2 separate regions of the Sus scrofa genome follow, and region 1 is linked to region 2. Evidence: chromatin contacts called from public Hi-C data. All regions are on one chromosome and are shown on one strand. The core of a region is the stretch at or near the end of the contact, and the rest is flanking DNA. Distances in the headings are between cores, read along the strand shown. Region 1 has its middle 57 kb from the start of KCNS3. Region 2 has its middle 120 kb from the start of KCNS3.

Region 1 (5,193 bases), core at 1,165-3,664, 66 kb after region 2:
CTGCAGAAATGTTAAGACTGCTGCATATCCCATTTATAGGTTCTCTCTTCCTGTTCTCCATGTAATCTTAGCATCTTCACTATCACTCGGCCCATTCTCCACATAGCTGCCGAAGAAAGGTTTCTGGAATACAAACTTTACAAGGTTAGTTTCATGCTACCTCAAAGACTCCCCAGGGGACACAGGATAAAAATCCAAGCTTGTCAGCCCAGATCTCAAAGTCCTTTGCAACCTGACACGGCTTCCCGGCATTTGCCTCAATGGCCTCAAGTCTCAGCTCAGTCCAACACACTCCTTTTGTTCCAATGTTGCCTTTGACCAAAGTTTTCTCAGCCTAGAACACTGTCCCATCTTCACTAAAGCCCAATCATCCCACCTAATTATCACACACCCACCCGTTTAGCCTAAGTGCCACCTCTACGGCCAAGCAGGGTTAGGTTCCTCCAACTGTCCCCTCCTTCCCAACACCTATCAGGCCGAAAGCACTTATCCAAAGACTTGAACACAAAGGGGCAAAAATCATCTTTGTCATCAACGAAAGTTCTGATGATTTTGAACAGACAAGAATCATTTGAGAAATGTTGATCCTTTCAAAAGCTTTCAGTTGAGATGGTAAAAGAGGAGGAAAAAAAAATTTTTTTTTTTTTTGAAAGAACCACATGATTATTCTGAGTCCAAAAACCCAGCAGCTGGAGTCTGTCAGCGAGGGCTCCAGAGACGCGTCCTTGGAGAACCTGCACTGCCCTGGTCCTGCCCTCCCCACGGCTTGGTTTCTGCTCTTCCTACCGATCAGTGAGGCTTCCTCGTGTTTTCTAATGACCTCTCGCTTTTGCTTAAGTTATCTACCAACTGTTTTTGTTGTTTGCAACTGAAAGTGTCTTCACTGACAGAGGGAGTTCCTAAAGTCCACTTTGGCTATGGAGCCTAAGGATGTGAGAGAACTGGGAAAAAGAAGCACGAAAGAAACAAGCTCTTGTCCCCAGAATGTCAAGTTCTGGTTCTTGAGACATTACACAATAGCCTGTGATAGCCCTCAGTGAGCCTCAATTTCTCCATCGGTAAAATGCTAAATGATTTACAAGATGCCTTCTAATTCTGACAGCCTATGAATTTCTGAGAGCCCAGAATGAGCCAATGTACATATTTGTTTAAAGTCCCTGTACTGATCATTCCACCAATAGCCCGCGACACTGGCAACGCTTAGTGCCAACCCCAAAATCCTGCCAGAGACACAGTGCAGTGAAGCAGTCCAGACACGTTCCTTTGTTTATTTGTAAATCAAAATGTCTGGGCTTCCTTGAGGCATGCCTCTGACTCCTGACCCATGAAATGAGACACAAATCTAATGGCAAAGACCTTGAAGAATAACACAGAACTTCAATGAAGGCTTTTGAAGGAACTGTTACTCACATAAAATGTACAAAAGGATTTCTTTAAAATGCTTTTTGAATGTATTCCTTCCCCCCACCCCCGATCGACAAGGCAGGGTGACTACTGCATCTCTGTCTATCCACATGGCGCTCTCACAACCAAGAGATGCCCCCAGATCCCCACTCTTCCCTTCTGTACGATGCCCCATCACCCATGCATTCCAGCAGCCCCTCCAAATCCTGCCATAGGATTAAGATTTTCCCCAGCATGCCCTACGTCCCTTTGTCATCTACTTGTTGCTTTGATGTTCTTGCAAGATGAGACTTCCTAAAATGGGGGTAAATAGATCATACCCTCCCTCAATAAATAGCCACATACCTGGGAGGAAGGGGCACCTTGGGGAAAATTTGAGATGCATTATGTAAGGCGAGTGCAGAGAAAAAGAGAACGAGCCAGGTTTTCAGGCAAATAGAAGAAAATTTATTAGAAGGAAAAGGAGAGGGTGACTGACACTTGAGAAGAGCAAGTCCCCTGCACTTCTCGCAGGGCCTTCTTATACCCCACGGATGGGAAATCGGATTCCCTGAAGCGGGGGGGGCAGGGGGGGGGCTAGTTTATCTTTCACCTGCAGCTGGACTCTGGTGGTCACTCACGTAGTCATGAGAAAGTTGGAGGTGTCTTAATGGTAGGGTGGTCTCCTAATCTTGAGAAAACCGAAGGTGTGCGGCGTCCCACAGTGAGGGGGGAAGGGTCTCGTGGTCTGGGGAAAGGAGGCACCAGCGGCCAGACCAGGATGTCGGCTGAGCAAAGTGGTCCGTCTCAGGAGTCAGCATGATGAGCCGTTTTAACAATGAGCCCCCATTCAGCCCCTAAACATTTCACATTCGGATTCTGGCTCCATTCCCTGTTTCAGTTCTGAAGGATTAAAATGTGTAATTCATTTAAAACCCCTCGTCCAATTGGCAGTTCGAAGTGGCCTCGTTTAACCCTGGCTTCACGTGACCCCCAGCTGTGCCGCTGGAATCAAAGCCTCAGCACAAAAGGGCAGCTGCCTCATAGGAAGGACCATCAGGCCAGGCGGGGAGGGAAGCCACCACTCCCCGAGGCGCTGGCACTGACTGGGGGGTCTTACTGGCCACGGAAGGTAGGCACTGCTGATGCCTCTGGACTGTGATCTGAGGGCACTGCTGGAAGGGCGACCTCAGAGTCCTGGCTGGTATCTGACAGGGGTCCAGGGCCCATGGAAGAACCTCTGCAAAACGCCCTTCTGTAGCAGCAAAACAGCTTCCTCAGGAGGATTCACATTAAATCATCGCATCAAGTCTCTGGATCTGCGGAAGACACTGGGCTCACATCATTGAAGTCAGGTCGCTCCCCTCAGAGAGGTGAATTGAATTATTTCAAGCCAAATTGACAGGCCTTGTGTAAAGGGACCTACAGCTCTCGGTTCTCGGTGGTTGTACTAACAAGCTGCCAGCATCTCACACCTCTTAACTAGCATCTCCGCATCCATGCTTTTTCCTCTCTTCTCCACACTTGAAGATAAAATTGCAAAATGATCAGGTCACTCCTCTGTGTACACCCTGAAGCAACATCTCATGTACTTGTAGGGTGAAGACCAGAGCCCCTCAGAGGACCCCCCAGGCCCTGCATGGTCGGTCCTGCCACCACCCAGCCTCAGCCAGGCCCCCTGTGGCAGCCATCTCAGACTCGTCTATGTCCTTCAACCACCTGGCTTCCTCTCACAGCCTCGGCATGTGCTGTTCCCCCTGCTGAGACCCTGTCCTCTACCTTTAAATAGCTCGTGCATAGTCTTCCTTCTGTATCAACGGACATCTCAGTTCCTACGGGGAAGACTTTTATTTTATGTTTCCAAACCAATATTGATCACAAATGCAATGTTCCATTTCTTTTTACAGGACTTTGATTAAAGTGTAAGTTCATGAAAGCAGAGGCCAGGACTTGGTTTTTTGCTTACTTTTTTTCTCCCACTAACTAGCACAAAACTTGAGAAATATGGGAATTAGGAAGGAAGGAAAGGGGAAGGGAGGGAGGACCTGAAGTGGGGGGCTTGGGAGATGACTTTCAGGCCTCTGGGGCGGAGGAGGGTACTGCCAGTCCCTGAAACAGACAGGATAGAGGATCATTATCTTAGAAAGAGGATGAGGTCAGTTTGGAACTTAGAAGGACACCCCTGGGGTGATATTCCTCGTCCTACTAAGAGATTTTCTCTTGATCTGACACTCAGGGGACTGAGTACGTCCCAAAACATAAATGTCTGCCTTTGCCTTGTACGTGGATGGGGTTTTACGAGGAAGAGAGTGCACAGAAAGGAGAGCGCGGGGCCAGGGGAGGCTTGCACAGAACCCATCCTTAAGTACGAGGCAAAGAGTGAGCAAGCCCCAAAGAAGATAGAGAAGGAATGTCTAGAAGTTTACAAAAATCCAGAGAGTGGTGTCAAAGACACCAAGGAGGGTTTCCAGAAGAAGGGAGTGGTCAAAGCTGTCCAGGGCACTTGAGGGGCCCAGTCCAGGGTGGACTCAGAGTGTGCAGTGGAGTGACTTCGGTAAGGACCATCCCAGGAGAGGGGTGGGGTAGGGGACTGCGGGGATGCGAAGAAAGGAAGGAAAGGCTGAAACCATAGGCAACTCTTTGGAAGCTGGGCTCAGAAGAGGGAAACCAAGGTGACAAAAAGGAGGCAAGAGAGGATGAAAAATATTTGGGCAATTTTTTAGGTTGCGTTGGAAAGAACCAGCAAAGCAAAGAGAAGCCATCGGTGACAGAAAGGGGGTGATGGATGGATACATGCTCTGGCATTGAAGAATGAGTGACTGTTATTCCCATGGCCGGGCACAGTACCTGGCACCCAGTACCAGTAAGTACTGAATGAATGAATGAATAAAGAACAAATAGGTGAATGGACACAGGGAGGTGAAGAAAATGGTTTTGAAGAAGAATGACTTTCTTAGATGGAAAAATGGCAGAATGGGTGCAGATATAAATAAATTGCTATGGATTATGACTAGTATTGTAGCAAAAGCCTTCATTTTGAATAATCACCTCTACCTCGGTAGCTATTTGGAGATGGACACTATTGAGAAGGTGAGGCTCTTGTCACACAGGGACACCACCTGAGGCCCCTCAGTTTTACCAGGCATCTTGACTACCACGGATGTGGCTGAGTGAACCAGAAGACGCAGCGGCGTGGGGAAATCTGGCCTATGGAGCCAGGAGGACGTAGATGTAGTTTTTAATCCTGCTTAAAACTTCATACCCTTTTGACCTTGGGAGAGTCCTCTAGCCTCTCTGCACCTGAGTTCGTTCTTAGTAGAAGAATGCTAAAAATTCATCTTTAGTCATGACATTTTGTGAGAATGGGCGTAACGCATCTGGCACCCTGCCCGCCGCAGAAGTGCTCAAACGTTGAAGATGAGACTGTTATTGTTGCTTGTGTTGTTGATGTTGTTTTGCAGCCAAGAAGCAAGCCCTTCTGCTTCTAAATATTTTATTTAGCAGAAACCTGAGACTCCTTTGTAAAGTGATAGCCCTGAGAATGCTTGCACAGTGTCCCATCAGCAAATTGACAAAAGCAGCCCATGACTTACGGTGCACGAGTAGTCCAAATGCCTGACACACCATCAAGAGAGGTGAAAAGCCCCAAGTCCAGGCTCCACCTCAAAGGCAGACAAATGGGTGAAACAGATGCTTATGCAAATGAAGCTACCAGACGAAGAGAGTCAATCAGCATGGATATGCCGTCGCCGGTAGTCACAGTGGGTCCCATCCTCCCAGACGGCACTGTTGAGACGGGGATTTGGATTC
Region 2 (5,869 bases), core at 1,545-4,044:
AGTTTGCCTCTAGTCATATTCCAAGGAGAAACATCTTTGTAGTCAGGTCTTAGGAACCTATCTCAATTTATTGTACATTTTAAACCAAAATGGAGTTGGAGTATAACCCTAAGCATAAGGAACATACATTTTAATTGTCTTCCAATGGGACATAATCCTAACAACAATCTGTAGAAAATTTGCCCACACTGGTTGGCAAGGGCTTTCCTTCTTCCCACCAACCTCCATCCTGTGAGATCTTAACAAAATGGAATTTTATAAAACCCTCTAAGCAGGAGAAAAAAATATCAGTCATAACTCCTGCCCTAACCAAAAGCAAAACAAAACCAAAAAAAAAAAAATGCACTGAGTTAACAGCCAAATTCTTTGCCCTTTATTGTGGGCTTCTGTACACCAGAATGTGACTTAAAATGCCCAAGCCTTGCAGAAAGGAAGTGCTCAGGCGATGAGAAAGGGGCAAGATTCAGGCTAGAAGGCAGGTTTTCCCAACCCTACCACTGTGATAGAAATTTCTCAGCTGGAAACAAAGCCAGAGCCCCAGAGCTGCTGCAGTGTCTAGGGCTGTGCCCTGGTCAAAGACACCCACCTAAGGGCAGGAGCTGAAGTCAAGATCAGGAGCTGCTCACCTAAAGCCCAGAAAGGGTATATTCTTAAATTCACCCAAAGACCCCATCACTTGGGAAATCTTGTGTCCTGAGGGCTGCCAGACTGTCCTCATTTAGGACCAGAGAGTAGCCACCTTCCAGGCTGACAGGCCTTGGTCTTACATGCCCCTGCTCAGGGCAGCTGCCTTCTCTGACCAGTCTCTCCTGATGGAGGAAGGGAGAAGAAAGGGGAGGAGAGGGGAGATGTTGGGAGGGAAGAGGGGATAGAGAGGGAAGCATTTTTGCTCAAAATAAGTAGGAATCAGGTCCAGCTGCATGTAGCTCATCCTGGCCATTTTCCTGGAATGTCTCATCTTGACCTTGGCAAGTCACACATCGATGTTGTATCTGTCTCCAACCAGAGACTGAATAGGGTGCAGCTGCTCTGCCTGTCAGTGTCCAAGCACAGCTGACCAGCTCTATGTTCCTTCTCCCACTCTCCCTGCCTCAGTCTCTCTCTCTCTCTCTCTCTCTCTCACACACACACACACACACACACACACACGACCCCACTGCTTTCATGTCTGAGGAGCCAGTGGGAAAACAACCAGGCTTATGGAAAAGTTCTATCAAGAGGGGCAGCAAAAAAAACCTTCTGATGGGTAGTCTTCTTCCCCATCTACGAGAGGTATTTATAAACCTGTTCTCACCCCTCTGTCTTTCAGGGAGTGACATAAAATGTGAATATGATTGTTTGGTCCATAACATCTTCCCTTCTCTGTCACTGCCACCCTGGTCTATCAGCCTTGGGTAATAACATTGCCTACATTGCACTAACGCAAAGACACTAAACTCTTCACTTCATCTGCCCTCATGGTTACAGGTCAATGCTTGCAATTACCCTAACACTGTCGTGACTTGCTCCCAATGCAGCTTCTTTCTGCTGTTGCACTAAACACATAGTATTATAATAATTGTGTATGTTCACTCTACTGAAACTACATAAGATACTGAAGGAAAAGCACCATGTCTTATTCAACTCGGAATTCCCAGCACTTAGCACAGTGCCTGGAACTTGTCAGTTCTCTATGAGAGCTATTTGAGTAAGTGACTGAATTGAATGAATGATGGTAGAAGTGGGATCAGTGAGTATAATTTAGTTTGGGGTGAATTTAGATGAGAAGAACAAGGTCATAGCTACAGGGGAATTTGAAATCAAGGATAGCTCTTTTCCTTCTTTTTGTCTTCCTTTCTTTTTTCCTTCCTTAATTCCTTTTCCTTTCTTTTCTCTTCTTTATTTCTAATTTTGTTTTGAGGAATGCCTAAACTGATAGGCTAAATAAAAAAGGTGAAGATAAATGATATCATGGATAAAGTAGATGGATGGGGAATTAAAAGTTGAGGGGTAGCACATACTGTCTCACTTTGCTTGATGAAAACCAAGGGAAAGTGTACAGGTGGTGAGAGGATTCTTCAGATGGGACACAATGAGAAGACACTGATGAATTGAGGGTCCTAGTGATAGAGTTGCTCAAGTGTTCAGCGGCTTAGGAAAGCCTGGGTTTCTATAGATAAGGGAAATAAGACAAGAGAGTATTGACAGACTGGATGAAGTAAGAGAATCAAAAACTAGAGGTTTCCAGGAAACAGAAGAGAGAGATTGCGAGCAAAAGTAGGAAGAGATCTGGGAGGATAGCAGACCGTGATCAGCTCTCCAACGTTGTGTGGTTCCAGGTGATGCTGAGGAATGTGTGCTAAAAGAAAAGAGGGAGATGGAGCCACAAAGTGAAGGAGGTGAAAGAACTCTAAAGCCAAAGTATAGGTTGTCACTCACGCGGGTTCTCAAGTCACTGAAAATGATGGCAGGGCTTGGAATGGAGAGGAAGCTGTGATACAGACATTGGACCTAAAAAAAAGCAGTGTCTCCCTACAGGTGAGGGAGTAAGTGTTCCCAAGCGGATGCAAGAGGGAGTTAGTTACAGTTTTCCAGTATCCCCTCTCCAAAGCCTTGCATCCCTGGGTCTTACGGCCAGGAACCATGCACAGGTTTCTTCCCATTACAAACTCCAGAGCACTTTGCCACTGCAATTTGACTCCCCAGTTCTCAACTTTTTTTTTTTTTTTAATGGGCACCATCCTTTAGAAGCTGTCACCATCTACCACAGCCTTTGGAATTCGGCTCCCCCAAATCCAGCTGGGGGATATCATGTTCTCATACCATGCCAGACTAGCACAGACACGTTGTTGCGTAACTCAAGAAGCCTGTTTAAACCCTGTATCCCAAGCACCCGTGGAGCAAAACAGGAGAAGCGTGGGAATAAGGGAAGGGGTTGTGAGGGGCTTCTCTCTCCTAAAATAGTCTGATACACAGTTGGCAACATGGAGAGATGTGATAGGCTGGGCTATGGGAGTGAGAGCGGGAACCCAGACCACAAACTCCTTGATAGTGGTCCAAGATCCTTCACTTTGTCACAGGAATAAACATAGCTCATTTTTGGAGGCCAATGATTTGATTGAAATACAGCAAACCATGTTTTAAAATGTCATCTGTTTTCAAATAAACTGATAACACTGGAATGAAGCATAACTACTGGGAAATGTCCTCAAAGATTCTCAAATGTTTTCGTCCTAGGGGCTCCCTTCTTATCTCCTTAATGTGTAGATTCTCCCTTAACTCGGCCTGAACTTCCATTTTCAGAAGTTCCTGGCTTTTTATAAATGGAGCTAATAACTAGAGGGGAAGTGATTTTTCTCAAGATCACAGAGCAGGTGACTAGTTGAATCTTAATTGGGACCCTGATCTCTTAGGCACTAATTCAATCCTCCTTTTTCTATAATGTGGTACCACTGGAGGGGACTAAAGGATTCAGTTCTGCAGAAGTGGATTTTCGCCCAAGTAATTTAACAGCAATAGTGTCTTCTGTAACTACTAGGCATAAATACTGTTCAGATAACTCCTTCAGTTTGTTACCTTTTTCCCTGTGCACTTCCTCATGTCATTATGTTCCAGACCACATGCTGATATAACAAAATGCTGTGGTGCAAACTGAAATATGTTTTCACCCTGACAACATGTTTTGTAGAGGGCAGTTTACATACTTACAACTACCAGAATGATCTCAATTATCTGGAACAGACTTATTTCCAGTATTCAAACATAACGTCTCTGTGTTTTATATCTATGTCCATGTACCTACTTTCTGACAGTAGTAATGATTTCTTAAAAAGACTGCTAAGTGGGTTTAAGTTTATATCGTCACAAGATTTTCCGTCACTAATTCACAAATCAGGAAAATGATCCCTTGATACACAATGACTTCAAATTTGTGATTTTGGAAAGTAACCATTAATATAACACAATCCTATTTTCTCTCTCCTACCTACCAATTAAAGTTAAGCCTTCCCTTTAGAAATTAATGCTTCAAAAAAATTTGATGGGCGTTCTCGTTGTGGTGCAACAGAAACGAATCCGACTAGGAACCATGAGGTTGCGGTTTCGATCCCTGGCCTTGCTCAGTAGGTTAAGGATCCAGCTTTGCCATGAGCTGTGGTGTAGGTCGCAGGCATGGTTCGGATCTGGCATTGCTGTGGCTCTGGCGTAGGCCAGCGACTATAGCTCCGATTGGACCCCTAGCCTGGGAACTTCCATATGCCGTGGGTGCAGCCCTAAAAAGAGACGAAAGACAAAGACAAAAAAAAAAAAAAAAAAAAAAATGATGAAGAAGAAAACGCTGTGAAGATAGACATTTCCAAAGGAAGAGTGAGTGATGTACATTTCAGCTTCTAAGATAATTTCTTGGAATTAAGAAGAACAAGGAAGAACCCAGTAAGAACTTATCTTAGAATGATGACTATTCATCAAAATCAAGGATCATACAGTAATTAAGTTTGGTACAATTAAACAAAACAGAAAAAAGTATATATAGTAATTTTTAAAATAAAGCAAATAGTATTTTAAATAAAATAGTTATATTTTTTAAAATAAATTACAGAAATTAAAGAGTGAGTGTTAAGTTTAAGAGCATATTAGCAGGCAGAGAAATCAGTCAAAACATTAAAGATTTAAACAACGCAATTTATATACATGACCTAACTGATACAACTCTCCCCAGTACCTGCAGTATAAACATTTGTTGCAAATGCCAATGGAATATTTATTAAAATTGTGTAATTGTGTATTTATTAGATCACGAAGCAAGCACCAACAATTTCAAAAATTAAAATCATTTAGTGTATCTTCTCTCATTATTAGAAAATTTAGGTATAAATCAATGATAAAATATGTAGAGAAAATCTCTAAATGTTTGAAATTAGTTATTAAATACACTTCTAAATAACTCATGAGTCAAAGAATAAATCACAAAAAATTCTAAAATTGTTTTGAATTATATGACAATAAAAACCACAACATATAAAAACTTGTGACTATGCCAAAATTTATCACCTTAATAATATATATTGCAAAAGAGACAAAACTAAAAATCAATAATGTAAGCATCCCTCTCCAAAAGTTAGAAAAAGGACAAAAAATTAAATCTAACGGTAATAGAAGAGAAAAATAATAGAGATAATAGCAAAATTAATAGAATGGAAAACAAAAGAAGAATAGAACAAATGAAGCCAAAAGATGGTTCTTTTAAAAGGCTAATTAGGAGTTCCAGTCATGGCGCAGCAGAAACGAATACAACTAGGAACCATGAGGCTGTGTTTTCCATCTATGGCCTTGTCAGTGGGTTAAGAACCTGGCATTGCTGTGAGCTGTGATGTAGGTCACAGACGTGGTTTGGATTCTGTATTGCTGTGGCTGCGGCGTAGGTCCGCAGCTGTGGTTCTGACTCAGCTCCTAGCCTGGGAACCTCCATGTGCCATGGGTGCGGCCCTGAAAAGCAAAATATGTAAATAAATAAATAAAAACATAAATAAATAAATAAATAAAAATTTTAAATTGTTGCAATTCTCACTTTAAAAGAAATAAATAAAAGACTAATTAAAAGGATAAACTTTTGGGAGTTCCCTTCATGGTTCAGCAGTTATTGAAACCCAACTAGGATCCATGAGGATTTCGGTTTAATCCCTGGCCTCGCTCAATGGGTTGCTGTAAGCTGTGGTGTAGGTTGCAGACATGGCTGGGATGGTTCCTGTGGCTGCAGCATAGGCCGGCAGCTGTAGCTCTAATTCAACCCCTAGCCTGGGATCTATATACCACAGTGTAGCCCTAAAAAAGAAAAAAAGAAAAAAAAAAAAAGATAAACCTTTGGCAAGACTGGTCAATATAAAGAGAGAGA

Evidence for each region. A called contact is a pair of places that touch in the nucleus more often than the background predicts.
Region 1: a Hi-C map of skeletal muscle shows a contact between it and region 2, with 2.4 times the contacts expected there. A contact is called at or near these places in 2 of 47 Hi-C or Micro-C datasets (heart right ventricle and skeletal muscle) and 1 of 2 datasets of targeted methods (skeletal muscle).

The regions. Positions count from the first base shown.
Region 1 is chr3:119,929,212-119,934,404 of Sscrofa11.1, forward strand. No RefSeq gene overlaps it. Among named protein-coding and RNA genes, the nearest start is that of KCNS3, 57 kb to the right of the region's middle.
Region 2 is chr3:119,863,262-119,869,130 of Sscrofa11.1, forward strand. No RefSeq gene overlaps it. Among named protein-coding and RNA genes, the nearest start is that of KCNS3, 120 kb to the right of the region's middle.